Regions from separate parts of the Pan troglodytes genome. Here region 2 is linked to region 1. The links are chromatin contacts, called in public HiChIP or PLAC-seq maps. All regions are on one chromosome and are shown on one strand. Each heading gives the region's core, a stretch centred on a gene start, on an enhancer-like site or on the middle of the called end of the contact. The rest is flanking DNA. Distances are from core to core; before and after follow the strand shown.

Region 1 (4,729 bases), core at 908-3,407:
GTAGCCCAATAAATTTTTAAATTACTTTTTCTTCAGTTTGCCTTCTGTTTCTTTTCCAGAAAATTCTACCCCCATTTTCTCCCTTCCCTTCTTTCACACTGAGACACTTCTATATTGCCTGTTATTGTGCCACCTCTGTGTTGTATAGGACATGCTATGGAACAGGCATTTTCTTTTGAGTCAGCCCAACTAAATTTTGAATACTGGTTTCCCCTCTAACTAGCTATGTAATCTAGGGCAAATAGTTTAAATTCCTTAAGTCCTGTCATTTGTAAAATGGTAATAATAATGGCCTATGATATAATTAGTCGAGGTATCCTTGTTTTCTTTTTGTTCTTCTAATTCTGAAACTCGACATTTTAATGAGTGGTATTGTTTAGGTCGGATTAGGAACAGTCCCCAATTAAGGGAGAGGCCGACTAGGCATTTTAGAGGCCAAGCTGTGCAAGAAGACCAGAAAGAACAAAGCTCAGAGGTCCCTTGAGCCTGGTGCCTTTAGGGGCCTGAAGAAGAACAGATCTCACACTTTTTCTTTTGCTTTGTATTTAGAACTCTGTTGGGAGAAAGATAAAGGTAGAAGGATGCAAAATTCTAACAATGGGAGAAATGACAGCTGCAAGGAGAGGGAGGGGGAAGCAACTCTTCTAAAACATAAAAGGGTCATATGATATTTATGAAAAAATTGATTATTTCAAAAAGATTCACAATCCCATTCTCTAACACATAATCAATTTTTACTTTCCCGCATCCTATAACTTGGATCTTGATAAGACTCGATTCGTTGTTTTATGTGGTTTGCAATCTCAACAAAACAAAATTTGTGTTCTTTGACAAGGATAATGCATAATCCTGACTTCAGTCTTCCCTTTTAGTCAGAACCTACCTATTTAAGGTTATTTTCCATATTAACTATTGATGATCAAAATAAGTCTAGCTCGTGTTTTTCCTAGTGTTTCATAATTTTAGTTACAGAAACGATGCAGATAAAATTAATCTAACATGCGTCTTCCTGACTCTAGTACGTTGAATCTGGCCAGAAAAACCACATTTGCTCTCTACGTAGGTAATATAAATCCATCATTAGCGAAATTGCTGCATCCCTTTGGACTGGGTCTCAGCAGAGGTTGGAGTGGCCACTGGCCGGCACACGACACTTTATGCCAGCAGGGGGCGGGTAAGCTCCAGGGCACTCGCCCGAGCAGCAGGGGGCGTGTCTTCTGCTTCCTTGACGGACAGCTAAGGATGCAGGAGAGGATGAGGTAATAGGAGCCGGGGCAAGGAAGGAGTGGGGGTGCGCGCGCGTGTGTGTGCGACTGTGAGTGTGCCAGTGCGTGCGCAAGCCCCGAGACAATGCGTGTCTCCAGTTCGCGCTGCGAACACTGATCATGCTGCATTAAGGAAAAAAAAAGAGAGAGAGAGACAATTACATTTGGGGGAAGGAGGCTGCAAAGTTGCGGCTGGGCGACAGTGGTGGTCCTGGGGCCGTGTCATGGCGGGTCGCTTCTCTGCATCAAGGAACCAGGGAAACACACGCGGGCGCGGGTTTGCCTTAGCGCCCCGCTTGGGAGGGGTGGTTCATTCTGGAAGGAACTGAGCAGAGCCACAGGCAGGGGGAGCTCTCCCAGCGGCGGCGACTGCAATTCGTGCGGCGAAGGGGTGGGGAGGGAGGGAGAGAGGGGAGGGGACCAGAGCGTGCCATTCCGAGCGCGGCCGTGCGGCGAGATCCCACCCCGGCGTCTGCAGAGCCCGAGGCGCAACTGGTGCGAGGGCTGGGTCCTCGCCTCGCCGTCAGCCTCAGCTCGCAGCCGCCGGGGCTCGGGCCGCGCGCCCGCCGAGTGGCTTTTGCAAGGCAGGGGCCTGTTTGCAGAGAGCCGGGCATTTGCATGAAGCGACTCGACCCCACGGAGCAGCGGCAGCAGCAGCGGACCCCGGCGGCGGCGGCGGCGCGCAGTCCCAGCCAGGCGGCCCCGGTGTCCCGGCCCCGGTGGATGCACGGCTGGGGAGGAGCCCATGGGCCGGAGCTGAGGCTGCCCGGGGCGGCGGGGCGCGGGGCAGGGGGCGCGGTCGAGGCCCGGAGGCGGCGGCGCAGGAGGAAGCGGAGGAGGTCGGGCGCTCGGGCCCCGGGAGGCGGGCCGCGCAGCGCCGCAGCCCCGGGCTCGCCATGCTCCTGGCCTCGGCCGTGGTGGTCTGGGAATGGCTGAACGAGCACGGCCGCTGGCGTCCCTACAGCCCAGCGGTGAGCCACCACATCGAGGCGGTGGTCCGCGCCGGCCCCCGCGCGGGGGGCAGCGTGGTGCTGGGCCAGGTGGACAGCCGTCTCGCGCCCTACATCATCGACCTGCAGTCCATGAACCAGTTCCGCCAAGACACGGGTGAGCCAGCCGCCCCTGACCCCGCCCCGCCTGCTCCCACCTTCCCAACCTGCCAAGGTACCTCCCTCCCTGTGAACCCACCTTGGCCACCTAGTCGGCACTTCTGTGCAGCAGTGTCACCAAGAGGTGGTGGTGGGAGGCGATTCACTCCGCTGGATCCTCGCAGGATCCTCCCTCCCCCTTATACATCCATGCAAATAGTATCAGTGTTGTGGTTTTGCAAACCCAGCTTCAACCTAGTCGGTAACAATCCACTCCCCACCCCTTTCATGCCCCCGCTTTTCAGCAGTTGGTGGCCCTAAGTCTTTCCATGTAGAAATTCTAGGGCCGCCCCAGACTACAGGCAATCCCAGCCCTTCGCAAAGGCTTCCTGCCCTCATCCCGTGGCGGCCGGCACCTTGGCTGACCTGACCCTGTTTTGCTTCAGGCACGCTGGGGCTTGCCACACGTCCCCTCACCCCCGATCTCACTGCCTCTGCGTCTCCTGTGTGGGATGCCTCCCCGCAGCTGGGTCCTGGGTGTGGGAACTGGGGGAGGAAGAAGGGATTCCCCGGAGGTTCTCGCTACAGTCGGGTAAGGGAAGCGCCGGGCTCCCTGGGAGGAGAGACTAGGGCTGGGGTACCCTGGACGCCGCGGCATTGGCGAATGCCTCTGCTACACACTACATGCGCGGAAGCAACAGGCCGGAGCAGATGGAGAGAGGAGGGGGAGGCTCGGGGCTTCGGAATGCATGGCAGGGAAGCCGCTCCCTTTGTCTGCGGAGGAGGAGGACGCAGATTCCTAAGGAGAAACTGTCCCCAGGCTTCCTCTTGAAACCATAGCCTGTAAGGAACCCATGGTCTCCTGGAGCGCCAAACTCCTATCTTTTCATGAGAATCAAGTTGTCACTGTAGCCAGCACAAACCCGCTTCCCAGCTGACCTGCCTTTCCAGGTCAGAGCCAGGAAGGGAGCCTCCAGGATGGGGCCTTGGGGGGTGGGGAGTGGGGGTGCTGCCCAAGGGAGAGCAAAACTGACTCTCTTTGCTTGGTCCTTGCTTAATCGATGACCCGGGAAGAGTTTCTGCCTCCGTCAGTGACAGGTGGGGAGGGGGCCATTGTTTCTGGAATTCTGGCTCGGCTTTCCCAAGAGTGCAACCGAGGAGCCTGGAGAGGCCGGTGTGCTGGGGAGGAAGTAGAGAAGATGACTCGGAAAGGCCCTCCCCAGTGAACAGCTGTTTGAGCAGAGTCTCTCTGCTTCCTTGGAAAGCCCCCACATCCTGTGTGCTAATTAGGATTGTCATGGGAAAGGGGTATCTTTCCACCCTCATGTCCCCATCTTTAGTCATAACTCCCAGCAACCCCTTTGCCAAGGACTCTGCAGACACTGGCTGATTGAGGAGAGCTTTCTGGGGAGAGGATTCTGGAAGTGTTAGAATCTGGAGGGGCTTCATCCCTGTGTGGAGCTGAGGGAAACTGGGAGGAGGAGAGAATAGAGAGGAATGTGGGGAGATTGAGAAAGAGGATTAAGTGTGGCTGAGGGGGAGGGAGAGAATGTCATTGTGCAACTTGGGTAAAGGTTGTGGAGGTGAGGGTGGAGGCATCAGAAGGTGAGGGTGGAGGGGGTGTGTGTAGGGTGGAGGGGGTGTGTGTTGGGCGGAGCTGAGCCACGGAGGTGGGACCAGAGAGAGAGAGACCAGCAGTTAAAGCACCTGACAGGGGATTCCAGTCCTGAAAAAAAAAAAAAAAAAGCAGGTGTTAGCTTTTCTATTTCAGAGTAAATCTCTGCAGCATTTGGAAAACCACCCTTGTGACAGAAACGTCTCAGCCCCTTTCCCACATTTGGAAAGGGCAAAGGTGGAATCTGTGTTTGGGGGTACTTAGGATAGGCAAGGTATCTACAAAGGTTCATGACCCTTTCTACAGAAGCGAAGTTGTAGAGAAAACTGGGTGGAAGGAAAGAAGCTACGTTTCCCAGGTCTGATCACTCTTACCTGAGGACTGCCTGGTGGTGAGCAATTTAGTCAGAGGCTGGTGCTCCCTGGACTTTAAACCTCAGGCAGAGAACTTGCCCTGAATCATTTTAAAGGCTGCCTCAGGGTGTGTTTATCATCAGACTGCTGTGGTTTCATCCGCTCATTGCTAGAGTCAGTCAGCCATCCTGAATACCTCTCTGCTGTGCGCCAGGGCCTGTGCTGGGTGCTGCGGACACTGGGCTGAATTCCCAGAAAAGCTGGGTCTGTCAGGGTGCTTGTCAAAGAAGAATAGAAGAATCTCTGGGTTTCTTAGCTCTGAGCCCCCTCCTCTCCCTTCTCCACCAACACACTCATAGTTCCTCTCAATCTCATTGATGAGGCCATGACAGGGTAGGAACTTTAAAC
Region 2 (4,729 bases), core at 852-3,351, 250 kb after region 1:
GGCAGGAGAATCGCTTGAACCCACGAGGCGGAGGTTGCAGTGAGCTGAGATCGCATGCCACTGCACTCCAACCTGGTGACCGAGCGAGACTCCGTCTCAAAAAATAATAATAATAATAATACAAAACTTAGCAGGGTGTGGTGGCACACGCCTGTAGTTCCAGCTACTTGGAAGGCTGAGGTGAGGGGGATCACTTGAGCCCAGGAGGTCTAGGCTGCAGTGAGCCATGACCATGACTGTGCCACTGCACTCAAGCCTGGATGACAGAGTGAGACCCTGTCTCAAAAAAAAAGTAAATTTTTTTTAAAAATTAGGAAATACAAATGCGTATAAAGAGGCAGAAATGCCCTGAGAAAGACTCAGTGGTGAAATTAAGGTTGCTGTATTTTATTATTTGTATGGAATTTGTTTGCCCATGCATGTTTGCACCCAATGGTAACTGTGGTTCTGTGTCACTTATCATATTAAAAACTGCTCCTAGCTTTGTGTTTTTTACAAATTTCTAATCTCCCCTCAAATCACTGGTCAAGCAGTCAAAACCAAGACGAGCCTAGATTGATCTTCACTAAAACATCAATCTATTTAATCCTATCAAAAAGGAAGTAAGAGGAATTTGGTATCTCTTATCTTGGTGAAATCTTCCCTACCAGAATGTAAGTTACTCAAAGACAGGCAGGGAGTTTTGCCCATTCTGTTTCCTGATCTATCCTTGTAACCACCCAATGGGTTCACCTTGCCCACTGCCTAGACAGAGCTCATTTATCAAGACAGGGGAATTGCAATGGAGAAAGAGTAATTCAGGCAGAGCTGGTTGTGCAGGAGGACTGGAGTTTTATTATTACTCAAATTAGTCTCCCTGAGCATCAGGGATCAGAGTTTTTAAAGATAATTTGGCGAGTAGGGGCTTGGGAAGTGGGGAATGCTGATTGGTTAGGCTGGAGATGGAATCAAATGGGTCGAAGTGAGTTTTTCTTGCTGTCTTCTGTTCCTGGGTGGGATGGCAGAACTGGTTGAGCCAGTTAACGGGTCTGGGTGGTGTCAGCTGATCCATCTAGTGCAGGGTCTGCAAAATATCTCAAGCACTGATCTTAGGTTTTACAATAGTGATGTTATCCCCAGGACCAATTTGGGAAGGTTTATACTCTTGGAGTCGGAGGCTGCATGACCCCTAAACAGTAATTTCTAATCTTGCAGCTAATTTGTTAGTCCTGCAAAGACAGACTGGTCCCTAGGCAAAAGGGGGGTCTCTTCAGGAAAGAGCTGCTATTAATTTTGTTTCAGAGTCAAACCATGAACTGAATTCCTTCCCAAAGTTACTTCAGCTTATGCCCAAGAATGGACAAAGACAGCTTAAAGGTTAGAAGCAAGATGGAGTCAGGTAGATATGATTTCTTTGACTGTCATAATTTCCTCAGTTATAATTTTGCAAAGGCAGTTTTATCATAAGTACAAAGAACAGGGCCTGGGACATAGGTGCCCAGTAAATATTTTGCTGAATAAATAGATTTTTTTCCACCACTTATCTTCAGAGTTTACCAGAAGGGTTTGGCCTATGACTTACTATATTTGGTGTGTTATTATTATAATAACAAAACACATAATATATAATTAATCACAAACAATAATCATATAACGATCATAATATAATAATATAATCAAACAGTTATTTAGTACTTATTGTGTGCGAGGTACTGTTTGAAAGACTTGATTTTTATAAAACCATTTAATTCTCCTAATAGACTCAAGAAGTGGCAGCGTTTCTCGCCCCATTTTACAAATAAAAGGTAGAATAGGCTGTAAATGCATAGTTGTGATTTGCTGCTAAATGGATGAGGTAGGAGGGAATGAGCTGGACTTACTGGATTGCATTGGGCAGAAGGGTCCTGCAATCTTGTGCTACAAGAGAAGAAATATTGATTGCTTTGTTGCCATAACATCTTTTGCAAACCAGGTCATCTGCATTTCCCACTGCTCCATGGCTGGTTTCTCGTTCCATCAATTTCTTATGCTTTGGCCTCACGTAAATAGTAAACCATGCTTCTGGAATCTCCGCTCCTTTGTTAACAAGTCTTCCAAATAAATGGGCTGTGGGAGTTCATTATTTTAACGGGCAGAGGTAGCCACATTCTTTCCCCAAGAGGCTGCCCTCTGCCACTCACTCCAGGGTCCAACATAAAAAGCCCAGCAATCATTAGAGCTAAACATTTCTGAGCACTAATTGTTCCCTGGAGTGGTGGCGAAAAGAGCCAACCGCTCATCACGGGAGCCTCTTTCCATTCCCCTACCTATTCTTCTCTGAGCTTTCCCTGATTTGAGTCCAGGAAGACTCCCTGCTGGGTTAGTAGACGCCTTTTGCTTAAAAGAAATTTCATCAGAAGTAAACCACACATAAACACACCAAGCCTTGTGCTGAAATATACTGGTTAGAAACACATGTTTCCAACTCTGAGAATTGGGTTTAAATTCTGGCTCTGCCCTTTTATCAATATAAACATGTTCAATGTTGTTTAATGTCTTAAACTTATCAACTCCCTCATTTGTAAAACTGGTGTAACAAGAATACCTACCTCAACAGAGTTGTGATAATTAAATAAGCTGTGAATAAGAAAGGCTTAGCACAGTGCCTAACAAACAGAAATCACTCAATGAATGTAAACTAATGATGTCATTAACTCTGTTTCTTGGGTCATGGCCAAAAATGTGTCTTTCCTTTCTATCTTTTTCTTGTGACTTATTTGCATCACGATGAAAAGATTTCTTTTCTCTTTATTTTTTTTAATGAGGCTGGATGGGATGAAGGGCTTGATGGGGCTCTTCTTTTCTCTTTTTAATATTTTGGGTGCTACTACCAGCAATGCCACTACCTGGATGAGTCACTGTGGGCAAGTCAATTAACCCCTCCAGCCTGAGTGAATTGGGCTCACTCTCCAAGAATTCCTCCAGTCCTGAAAGTCTGATGTTTCAAAACATTGATTTCCTGTTTTTTTAAATGTTTTCTTCAGGAATAAAGTTTATAAAAAATGAATTCATCTATTTCATGGAGACTAAGTCAGCAATCCTCAGTCTCAAAAGAAAAAAAATTAAATGAGAGAAATGTCTTCTATATAAAGGCATATAATTACTGAGACTCTTGACTTACAAGGTAATAGGCTTAATTTAGGGAAGAAATTTAGCAACTAAGATTGTTGACAGAAAAGGAGGTAAATGGCTTCAAGAATCAACTGTGAACATGAAAAGGCAAGGAAGTCCATCGTCAAAAGAAACATTCTTATCTAAGTTTGAAGATAAACTGTCCTAGGAAATTCTGATGCTGAAAGAGTAAACCCCAACTAACTATGAAAGAGTTTGATACTGAGTTAAGATCTGGGAAATTTAAAAGGTAGATCTCACAGTTATGAAGGATACATTTTTCTAGGATTAGAAAAGGCTGATAAGGGCCGGGCGCGGTGGTTCATGCCTGTAATCCCAGCACTTTGGGAGGCCGAGGCGGGCGGATCACGAGGTCAGGAAATTGAGACTATCCTAGTTAACATGGTGAAACCCCGTCTCTACTAAAAATACAAACAAAAAAAAATTAGCCAGGCGTGGTGGCGGGCGCCTGTAGTCCCAGCTACTCAGGAGGCTGAGGCAGGAGAATGGCATGAACCCGGGAGGCAGAGCTTGCAGTGAGCCGAGATCGCGCCACTGCACTCCAGCCTGGACGACAGAGCGAGACTCCGTCTCAAAAAAAAAAAAAGAAAAAGAAAAGGCTGATAAGATAGGGTAGTGATAGATTTCATCTGTCATGGCAACTCTGATTATAGTGATAATGACTATCTACAAAGTAAGATTGAGAATCTTAAGAATAAAGAGCAATAATTTCTTTTGCACCAATTTGGATGGAGCTGGAGGCCATTATTCTACATGAAGTAACTCAGGAATGGAAAACCAAATACTGTATGTTCTCACTTATAAGTAGGAGCAAAGCTATGAGAACACAGAGACATACAGAGTGATATGGACTTTGGGGCCTCAGGGGGAAGGGTGGAAGTGGGATGAGGAATAAAAGACTACATATTGGGTATAGTGTGCACTGTTTGAGTGACAGGTACGCTAAAATCTCAGAATTCATCACTAATAGAATTCATCCATGTAATCAAAAACCACTTGTACCCCTAAAGCTATTGAAATAAAAAAAAGAACAAATTATAAATTAACAATGTCTGCATTGGACAGAAAAATGCAGAATGAGGACTCAGAATGTATTTATTAACCTAGTCTATAAGAAATCTGAGAATGAGGAAGAAAGTCATCCTATTAAATCCATCTGGATAAAACCATAAACTCTTCATGCCCTTACTTTAAAAAATCAAATTTGATCAAAATAGCAGAAGTTTCAGTGAACATCAGAAAGTAGCAAAGGAAATATGTTATGGGACAATATGAATATATTTAATATTACTCGTGTACACTTAAAAAATAATTAAGATGATGTGATGGTTAATTTTAGGTGTCAACCGGACTGGATTAAGAGATATCCAGATAGCTGGTAAAGCACTATTTCTGGGTACGTCTGTAAGACAGAGGATGTTTTGAACCAGTGGACTGAGTAAGGAAGATCCACCCTCACTCAATGTTGATGGGCACCCTCCAATCAGTTGAGGGCCTGGAAAGAACAAAAACGCAGTGGAAAAGTAAATTCCCCCTCTCTCCTCTGAAGTTGAGATATCTTTCTCTCGTCCTTTGACAT

What was found. HiChIP or PLAC-seq counts read pairs in DNA pulled down with a chosen protein or histone mark.
Region 2: an H3K4me3 HiChIP or PLAC-seq map of stem cell-derived excitatory neurons shows a contact between it and region 1, with 6 times the contacts expected there. The contact joins the promoter of OR5A2 here to the promoter of DTX4 in region 1. A contact is called at or near these places in 5 of 7 Hi-C or Micro-C datasets (blood, induced pluripotent stem cells, a lymphoblastoid cell line and 1 more) and 1 of 1 datasets of contacts at active chromatin or transcription factors (stem cell-derived excitatory neurons).

Annotation. Positions count from the first base shown.
Region 1 is chr9:61,400,827-61,405,555 of NHGRI_mPanTro3-v2.0_pri, forward strand. It overlaps DTX4 (deltex E3 ubiquitin ligase 4), which reads left to right and starts at 2,158. Exons shown (of 9, transcript XM_009440478.5): 1 at 2,158-2,372. The coding sequence starts at 2,162.
Region 2 is chr9:61,650,927-61,655,655 of NHGRI_mPanTro3-v2.0_pri, forward strand. It overlaps OR5A2 (olfactory receptor family 5 subfamily A member 2), which reads right to left and starts at 2,102. Exons shown (of 2, transcript XM_054661742.2): 1 at 1,860-2,102.